Regions from separate parts of the Sus scrofa genome. Here region 2 is linked to region 1. The links are chromatin contacts, called in public HiChIP or PLAC-seq maps. All regions are on one chromosome and are shown on one strand. The core of a region is the stretch at or near the end of the contact, and the rest is flanking DNA. Distances in the headings are between cores, read along the strand shown. Region 1 holds the start of NIM1K (serine/threonine-protein kinase NIM1). Region 2 holds the start of HMGCS1 (3-hydroxy-3-methylglutaryl-CoA synthase 1).

Region 1 (4,654 bases), core at 1,348-3,847:
GCCTGCTCACTTGCATCTCTTACAAGCATTCTATCCTAATAAATCTGTTCCTTGACTATCGCCGAATTCCTTCCGCACGGAGGCATAAAGAACCTGAGCCTTGGTGAATCCAGATACAGGGTGAGTAACTCCAATTTAAAACCGTGGGTTCAAGTCCCAACTGGGTTTTGGCTGGGTTTAAGTCCTGGTATGTGGGTTCAAGTCCCAATCTGTGTTCTGGCTAGGTTCAGGCTGTTAGTGAGTGCTGTCAGTTTCAGGAGGGCCTATGACAGATTATATGTCAGAATGGGAGTTTGAGGCTTTTGGTTTCCAGGCAGTTACTTTATGCAACCCGGTTCTGTGTATTGTCAAGTTGCAGGATTCAAAGAGCGTTTTATTTATTTTTTTATAAGAATTTTTATTTTTTCCATTATAGCTGGTTTACAGTGTTCTGTTAATTTTCTACTGTACAGCAAGGTGACCCATTCACACATACATGTATACATTCTTTTTTCTCACATTATCATGCTCCATCATAAGTGACTAGATATAGTTCCCAGTGCTATACAGCAGGATCAAAGAGTATATTTTTAAATATGCAAAGGTTTATCTTGTACTTTATTGTTTTAGAGAGAAAGAATGATGGCATGTATTATTTTAAGACTACTCTTTTTTTTTTTTTTTTTTTTGGTCTATTTTGGGTCACCCCCACCGCATATGGAAGTTCCCAGGCTAGGAGTCAATCGAGCTGTAGTTGCGGGTCTACACCACAGCCACGGCAACACCAGATTCAAGCTGTCACATCTGTGACATACATCACAGCTCACAGCAATGCCAGATTCTTAACCCACTGAGCGAGGCCAGGGATCAAACCCATGTCCTCATGGATACTAGTCATATTCGTTATGGCTGAGCCATGACGGGAACTCCTTAAAAGACTATTCTTTTTAAGAATAATCCTTTGGTCTTTTGAGGAGAAAGTCTCCCTTTAAAGACACACTTTTATCACAGAGAAACTTTATCCTACACAGGTAGATGACAACTCTCATAAAACAAGGAAGCAATTATTCCAGATTCTTGCTTTTCCTGTCAGTCTCAGTGGTCAAATTCGTGGATTCGTGGAGCTGTCCAAGGTTTTATTTCTTGCCGTTTTTGTTCTGGCTCCTTTAATCATCATTCAAAGAGGCAGCAGAGGGAAGTGAGGAAGTGCACCAGACTCCAGTCAGACTGCCGGGTTTGAATCCCAAAACCAGCACTGAACAAGTCATACTGCGACACTGAGCAAGTCAAATAACCTTTCTAGGTCTCATTCTCCTCATCTGTAAAAACAGGGATGCTAATAAGAGCACCTAACTTAAAAAGTTATTATGAGGATTTAATCAGTTACTCTTTGTGAAAGCATTTATAACAATGTCTGTAGGTAGCAAAAACAGGAATCTTTGGGTTCTCTAATTTCTACCATAAGAAGGTTTTTAGGAGTTTCTGTCTTGGCGCAGTGGAAAGGAAACCTACTAGGAACCATGATCTTTCAGGTTCGATCCCTGGCCTTGCTCAGTGGGTTCAACATCCAGTGTTGCCGTGAGCTTCCATGTAGGTCGGCTCGGATCTGGCATTGCTGTGGCTCTGGTGTAGGCCTGCAGATACAGCTCTGATTAGACCCCTAGCCTGGGAACTTCCATATGCTGCACCTGCAGCCCTAAAAAGACAAAAAAAAAAAGGTTTTTAAACTTAGGTTACTTTTCTCCTCAGCTCTTTTGCTTTTGTAAATATGCCCTGGCAACTGTGAATCCAGGATAGAGCAACATGAGGAGGTGGAGAGTGCTCACTGAGCTGTGACCTAAGGTCCCTAGTCTTGGCTCTACCATTACGCAGCTGTGTGACCCTGACTAAGTTAACTGACTTCTCTGTCTTCAATTCCCTCCTCTGTAAAATGAAGGAGTAAATCACCTCAATGCTTTAGTATTCGGTGGGTCACATTCCCTCTTTGTTTGTAAACTGGAAGTTTGACATCTACCATTAGCCAGAGGGTCACAGCTGGGGGGCACACAGGAAAGTGGAGATCCACTGCCTAAGTGCCACCAAAGGAGCCAGGCCAAATGTTTGAGAGGAAATCAGGGCAGAGGGTGGCATTGGCACTTCTTTCTGCAGAGCCTAAACCCTGCCAGACTCACCCGAAGGAGCTCTCACGGTGGTTTGCTAGAAAACTCCCTTTAGTTGGGAAGATTACCGGGTCGAGACTCCCAAGGACACAGAAACCTTTTTGATCAAGAGTATGAAGCGGCTCAGTATGAGGCGTGACTTGATGGGAGCAGTGTCAACCTTCTTTCGGCTGTGTCGCAGTTTCCCGTCCGTGCTCTAGGAGGGGTTCTCTCTGTGGCAGGGCCAAAACCCCCTCCTCGGGAGTCTGCGATGGGTGCCCCTGCAAAGCCAGCTCCCCTTCCTACAGCCCCTCCCTCCTTGCTGCCATAGAAACCAGACTAGAGGTCCAGGCCCGCGCCCAGTTGCCCAACCGGCCTCCCGGTCCCAGCTCTCCCCTCCCCCTCCTCCTCCCCCAGGCCAGCCCCCCTCTCCGGATTGGTCCTTCGGGAAACGCTGTGGGGCCCCTCGGTCCCCTTGGCGGAGCCGAGCCGCGCCGGCGCGCCGGGTTTGCAGCGGCCGCGGTCAGTCAGGTCAACCGCCCCTGACAGCTCCGGGAGCCTCCCGCCCCGCCGCTGCGCCCGGGCACCCACGCAACCCCCGCGCCAGCGCCAACCACCCGGAGCGCCTGACCCTGCGCGGCACTGCCAGTCCGCGAGCTGGGTTCGCCCCAGGTAAGCGAGGGCCGCGGGGCTCGCAGCCAGAGCCCGACCTGGTCGCCTCTTCCTCCGAGTAGCTGCAGACCTGGGTGCTGAGGAGGGGCGCCTCCCCTCCTCACAACCTGAGGGGAAAGGGAGACACAACTCCGGGGAGGGGGGGGCAAACTGGGGTCAGGAGAAGGTTACGTGCTTTTGGGGGCGTCCCCTCCCAGGCCCTTCGCGCGCGAGAGGAGAGGGCGTAAGAGGCAGAGTCCAGGGTGGGCCGGCGGTGCGGCGGGTGCCTGGATGACGCGTGCGCCCAGAGGTGTGTGCGCTTGTGTCCCTGAGTCCCGGCTTGGGGTGGGCACCCTTGTCTGTGTGATCGCCCACACGTGAGGCGGGGAGGGCAGCCCAGCGTTTCGCCCCGTGCACACCAGCTGCGCGCCACCAGCCCCAGCCGGAGCGAACCCAAAACTCGAGAGTTTGTAACCAGGGCGGGGGAACCTGCGTGATCCTGACTTGGCGGTGGGCGGTGGAGACAACTGACAGAGAACGGCCGCGGCCCAGAGGAATGAACCCTCCGCCACACCCCACACGGCTTTGTGCCCTGAAGATGCTTCTTTTGAAAGACTGGGCAAGTAGGGAGAAGCTGTCTCCTCTAACCTGAGGTCCCTTCAGGAATATTGGGAGCTCGAGAATTCCGGGGTACCACCCGGAGAGGATCGCAACAGGGTCTTTAAAACGCCATTTCTCATCAGCTTTTGTGTGCCTGACAGTATCTGAGTGGATGAAGAGGTCAAGGCAACGGATAAAGGTGCTTTTAGTCCTAACACGGGCATCGAAGGTTCAACCGGTGCACTTTTTTCGTCCCTTTCCTCTGTCCCTCCTCCTCAGTTCCTCTCAGCTTTTTTCCCCCTCTCCGCACCCCACCCTCGCCGTTTTCGTCCTCCGGAGTTTATTAGACAAGAGGGTTCTCTATTAGACCCACCCTCCCCCACCCCATTGCTCACCCATTTCAAACCGAGATTGAATGAACCACGTTCTAAGCTCTCACCCGTGCAATCCAGACAAGTTTGGAAATTAAATAAATCGTCTTTGCAGTCGAGGTTGCGGGAAGCCAAAAGGGAGACAAAACCAGACCGAAAAATCGATTCCGAGTTAAGTCAGGATTGGAAAGAGGAATCTAAAATGAGTATTTGTTTATGGCAATATGGTGGGTTTTTTTTTTTTAATGTTTGAAAAATATGTGTCGCTCAAGCTTGCATCATCAGTATTCAATGTGATTCACAGAAGAGCTTCAAAAGATGGTTTCTGTTAGTGTTGCAAAAGCACTTCTAATTTCGGTTCCCATGGTAACTGAAGAAGTCTCCCTGCACTGTTGAGACGCTGCCTGACTGGAACCAGGAACTGTTCTTGAGGAGATCTCCCCACCTTCCCTCATGTTACCATGGTAATAATAATTGAGCCTATAAGATACTTGTTTCTTTAAAGTACTAAAAGCCCAGGACATGTTGTTGTTTAATTCTGTCTTTTCAGAGTTTGCAGTTTGTGAAACGGATCTTCCCTCTCAGACAGCTGAGAGTAAACACTGCCCTCCAGCCAATCAGTCCTGCTGGCCCAGATCTCTTCTCACAGCTTACTGCACTAAGGGAGGGAGAGGAGAGTGTTTGATGTTAAAGGAATCCTGGCCGGGGACCAGATAGCTCTCCCCATTTAGCAATAAATTTGGAATCCTAATTAGCTTTCTAATTAGGAGATGGGGGATGTAGGTGGGAGGCCCAGAAAGAGGCTAATAGGGAAAAAGCTAAGTCCAGCTCTCCATGGACTGGTGTTTTGTGTGGTGTTGAATTTGCCTAGTAAAGTCCTCATGTGTTTATTTTTGGCTTGACCACTGTTAAGTG
Region 2 (4,654 bases), core at 1,436-3,935, 99 kb after region 1:
ACTGCTCTTACTATACCCAGTTAACAGACAGTAAGTGGGTATCACCACAAGCCAAGCATTTGGTTGAATGGATTATTTAGGAATTGAGCCCATCTATAAAGTTTTCACGACTCCACAATTTAAAAAAAAATTGAGTCCTATACCCACCCACTAGATTGGGCAACATGTTTTTAATCTATACCACCTTCTTTTTTTTTTTTTTTTTTTTTTTCTTTTTTGTCTTTTTGCTTTTTCTAGGGTGGCTCCTACTGCATATGGAGGTTCCCAGGCTAGGGGTCGAATCAGAGCTGTAGCCGCTGGCCTATGCCAGAGCCACAGCAACTCGGGATCCAAGCTGCATCTGCAACCTACACCACAGCTCACAGCAACTCCAGATCATTAACCCACTGAGCAAGGGCAGGGATCAAACCCGCAACCTCATGGTTCCTAGTCGGATTCGTTAACTACTGTGCCATGACGGGAACTCCCTATACGACCTTCTTGAGAAACAAAAATACCATACCCGTCTGTGATATTTGGTTTGATAACCCAACATAAAATTATAAGATGCTATATTTGTTTCCAAATGAATCTAAATAGCAATTATGATATATAACCCACTGAGTGTCCCATCCACAACCCCAACGAATCTCCTGGCATTCAGTCCACTGGATTCCTGTTTTAACTAATGCTAAGGTACCCAGGAAACACACATCACATCAATATCAGGGTTCTGCATTTCCTGTGAGAAAAGTTATCTAAAATCTCAAGGAGGTCCTGTCATGTCTCAGCAGTTAATGAACCCCTAGTACCCATGAGGATGGGGGTTTGATAACTGGCCTCTCTCAGTGGGTTAAGGATCCTGCGTTGCTGTGGCTGTGGCGTAGGCCAGTGGCTATAGCTCCGATTAGACCCCTAGCCTGGAAACCTCCTTATACCGAGAGTGTGCCCCCCGCCAAAAAAAAAATCTCAAAATCAATCACACAGTTAAGAGAAACAAGATGTAAAAGCATCTTAGAGGAATATTTAAGAAAAATAAAAATATAAAAATAAAAAATGAGGCCCAGAATTAGCCCAATAGATGACGTGGCCTTCTATGGTCCCAAACACAATATCCATTTAACTCTCCCCACTGGAAATACTTTTTGAGAACTGGCATTACTAACTAAACCAAACTAAACTGAAACCGATTAAAGGGCAGATTTACAAACTTAGACCAACAAAGTTTAGACACAGAAAAGAAAGTCTTTCTCCTTTCCCATAAGATACACCATTATCCTGCTCTCCTTATCCACACAAAAATAACTGAACTTTTAAAAATAAAGAACACAAACTGCCTAGACGTCTCAAGCTACAAAGAACCATTTGGCACCGATACAGGCTAAGGACTTTCAATTTGCCTTCTAATAGAAATCTATGCAATAAAAGTCCAAACTCCACCTCAGAAGGAAAAATCTGCTAACTATACAAGCACTTCCATTTGTCTTAATTTTGTCATTTATTTTTCCATTGTTTTTCATGATTCATCCCTGGAATAGAGCGAATGCTACTTAGCAGCAGGCAGAACACATCATCCTGCAGCCCGTTGGCAAGAGCACGGGGAGTGGGGAGTGGGGAGCGGAGAGCTTCAGTTGAGGTGAGCAAAGAAGCCTGTGATGCGCTAAAACCAAGGTCCTAGGGCAAACACGACCAGCTGGGACAGCCCCACTTTACCTGTTGTCCACATCTTTCCTCCAGGCTGGGTCAGAGTAATCCTTTCTCTACCACCAGTCAGGGCAGGACACACATTTTTCAAAGACTCCATATACTGAGCTTTGAAATGTCCTTGGTTTAAGTCAAAACCTATTGTGCGTGAACACTCTGTAGGTGCCTCCCCCTTACTTCTTATCAAGTCAGGCTAGTCCTGAAGTCATTAGCAGGAGGGAGACAAGAAACATCAAGGAAACCTATTTGTTTTTAATGGGCATTAAAAATACGTAGGCGAGAACGTGGCAGACGGCAATCTGCTATATTTGAAGCAGGCACAGGCCGAAGCAGTCAAAAGCCCAAAGTGCTCAGCCAGGTAAAATCACTGTTGTGATGCCCTGTCGCACCTGAGCTAGAGAAGGAGTAATGCTACCCAGCTCACTTCCTCCCGGTAAATATGCCAGGAGGACACACCCCCTGCCAACCTACAAGCCTCCAAGTGTGATCTTCCCCATGCTTCTGTGTCCACCCTAAGCCAAGTCTCCAGGACCACCCCCCCCACCACTGCCTCGCCGCAACCCATCTCCTTTCTCGTCCCCCTCATGTGCCCCCCTCCCATCCTCTCAAGGCGGTCACAGCCACTTCTCTGGCACCTCCAGCTCCTGAATGACTGTCATCAGAACCCTAGCCCTCAACGCCCTCTACCCTCTGCGACTCGCCTGCCCACATCAGTGGGCCCCGGTCCCTCCTAGGACCTGCCGCGGTGGGCCTCCGCAACTTGGCACGGCTCCCCATCCTCCGCTCACGGCTCCCCATCCTCCCGGGCCGGGTCTAGCCTCAGCCCTGACCCGGACGGAGCCAGAGCTCCTTCGGGCCTAGTCAAGGACACCGACTCCGCGGAGCCCTCACCGTGCCCACGGGGCCTCAGCAGCCCAAGTCTCCTTCTCCGCGCGGGACACTCACCCAAATGTGACCCGGCGGTGGCCGTGGAAAAATAACGACCAACGGATGGGGAGTACGCGGCGCTTCCCCTCTGCCACCAGCTTTATAGTGGCCGACCCACCCGACTCCGGCACCGCCGGGAGTCTCTGGGAGGTGGGACAGTGGCTCCAGCAGCCAATCGCGGAGGGCAGAGTAGCCTGGCAGCGCCCGTCCCCCAACCCAGCTTCAACCAATCCAAAGGAAACTAGAGGCGGGATTTTCCCTCGTGGCTTCAAGGGCGGGGGAAGGGGCGGGGACAAAGCCAGAGGGCAAGGAAGTGGGGTGAGAGAGTGACGTGTGGTGGCCCGAGAGCCGGCCTACCAATGACAGAGCGGCGAGACACGGCGAGAACCAACAGGAGCGGAGTGAGAGGTTCTCCACCCAATTGGAGCCGTGTGAGTAGAGATGCGGGCCAATGAAACCTTCGCGTCCCACCACTGGGGCGAGATGGTCAAGTGAGGGAGGCAAGTCTTCCTTGTCGACGAGTCTGTCAGGTTGCCTAGCAACCAGAGCTAGGATTCGCCTATAAGATTTCTGAAATACTTGATTTTAGTTCAATCTTAACGTTTTCTAGTTTCCCAGAGCAGCCAAGTGCTCCAGCATTACAAGTTGGAGCAGAATATGTCACTAAAATTTGTAAATTGGCAAATATTTACATAACAGGTTCTAAATACCAGATTTGCAGATACTCAGTAGTGTCACGTCTATACAAAACTCCCTTAACTGTATTATTGGGACAGTTCTTCCTAATTAAAACTAAAATGTGATGGTTTGGGGTTAGACACCAGTGAAGAGGGTAAGGGGCCTTGCCTAAGCAGGGAGTAGGTCCTTATTCTGGGATTTTTGCTAGCCCATACACTCTGAGGGAATGGGCTCCATCTGGCCCATTTCTCACTATCTTCTGAGTTTATGTGGTACTTGACTAATAAAAGGTTGTTGAAAGAAGGAAAAGGGCCCCAAATTCTCAGTAAGTCCACAGGGTATTGACTACCTAGTTTCCTCAGAAAATATAGAGGAGCATGTCAAGCTGGAGGAAATCACTCAAGCACTGGGAGAATCCAAAGGAGGACAATTATGGCCTTAAATTAGACTCTGCCTCATCTCAGATAGAGAAATGGTAGTACTTAGTCTTGATGGGAGACCATGAGAGGTTCAGAGTTGTTTCTGTCTCTCTCTCCTCCTCAGTTTCATTATGACCCAGAAAAGCAGTTGATAAGAGGACTTTGATGATTCTATGCAGCACACAACTTCTATTATGTGAAATTCATTATCCGCTATAGATACTAACCTAGTAAGAGACATTCTTAGGAAAGTGGCAAAATATATTGGTAATGGAGCCACTATGAAGTAGTGGCATAAATTATTTGGGAGAGAGGACCACTTGATAATGGTAATACTCCACAGCGTTGCCCATGACATTCTATTCCAGAATCAATATCATTAATACCTTCGTAAAGTAGGTGATAAAAAGAGAGAAACACTGCTTGACTGTGACCAACACCAGTTCTGAGGGCAGATTTAAACATTCTTAGCATGTTAAAATGCATTGAAAGGTATTAAGGACAACCACTAGAAAGAAGATAAGGCTTTGTCCTTAGAAAGGGATAACAGTTCCAACCCCAGGAGTACAAAATACGAAATGATTAGCCAGATAGTCTTATTATCATCTTGCACAACAGGAAATTCCCACAGGTTCAGATTGTCTTTTTGATCAAATTAATCTCCAGTGAAACAAGGTGAGCATGGTTTTTGGTTATTGGGAAGTCAAGCAACAGACAACAAAATGGATTAGTAATTAAATATAGAACATCTCAAGTGAACTTTTAAAAATAAGCCTTTTCTATTCTGTGGAATATAGAATTATACCAGATTATGGATTATACCAGTCTACACAAATATTAGCTAGGGTCCATGCAACTGAGGACAAAATATACCTATATTTATTTTGGCAGGGGCTGCAAGTTTTTTGGAGCTACACTTTAACATAAGCATGTCATACTTGAATGTG

Evidence for each region. HiChIP or PLAC-seq counts read pairs in DNA pulled down with a chosen protein or histone mark.
Region 2: an H3K27ac HiChIP or PLAC-seq map of skeletal muscle shows a contact between it and region 1. The contact joins the promoter of HMGCS1 here to the promoter of NIM1K in region 1. A contact is called at or near these places in 1 of 47 Hi-C or Micro-C datasets (embryonic fibroblasts) and 2 of 2 datasets of contacts at active chromatin or transcription factors (alveolar macrophages and skeletal muscle).

What each region holds. Positions count from the first base shown.
Region 1 is chr16:27,855,511-27,860,164 of Sscrofa11.1, forward strand. NIM1K (serine/threonine-protein kinase NIM1) reads left to right here and starts at 2,598. Exons shown (of 5, transcript XM_021077039.1): 1 at 2,598-2,789.
Region 2 is chr16:27,954,511-27,959,164 of Sscrofa11.1, forward strand. It overlaps HMGCS1 (3-hydroxy-3-methylglutaryl-CoA synthase 1), which reads right to left and starts at 2,686. Exons shown (of 11, transcript NM_001252215.1): 1 at 2,629-2,686. LOC106508153 (a long non-coding RNA gene) reads left to right here and starts at 2,919. Exons shown (of 3, transcript XR_001304747.2): 1 at 2,919-3,041.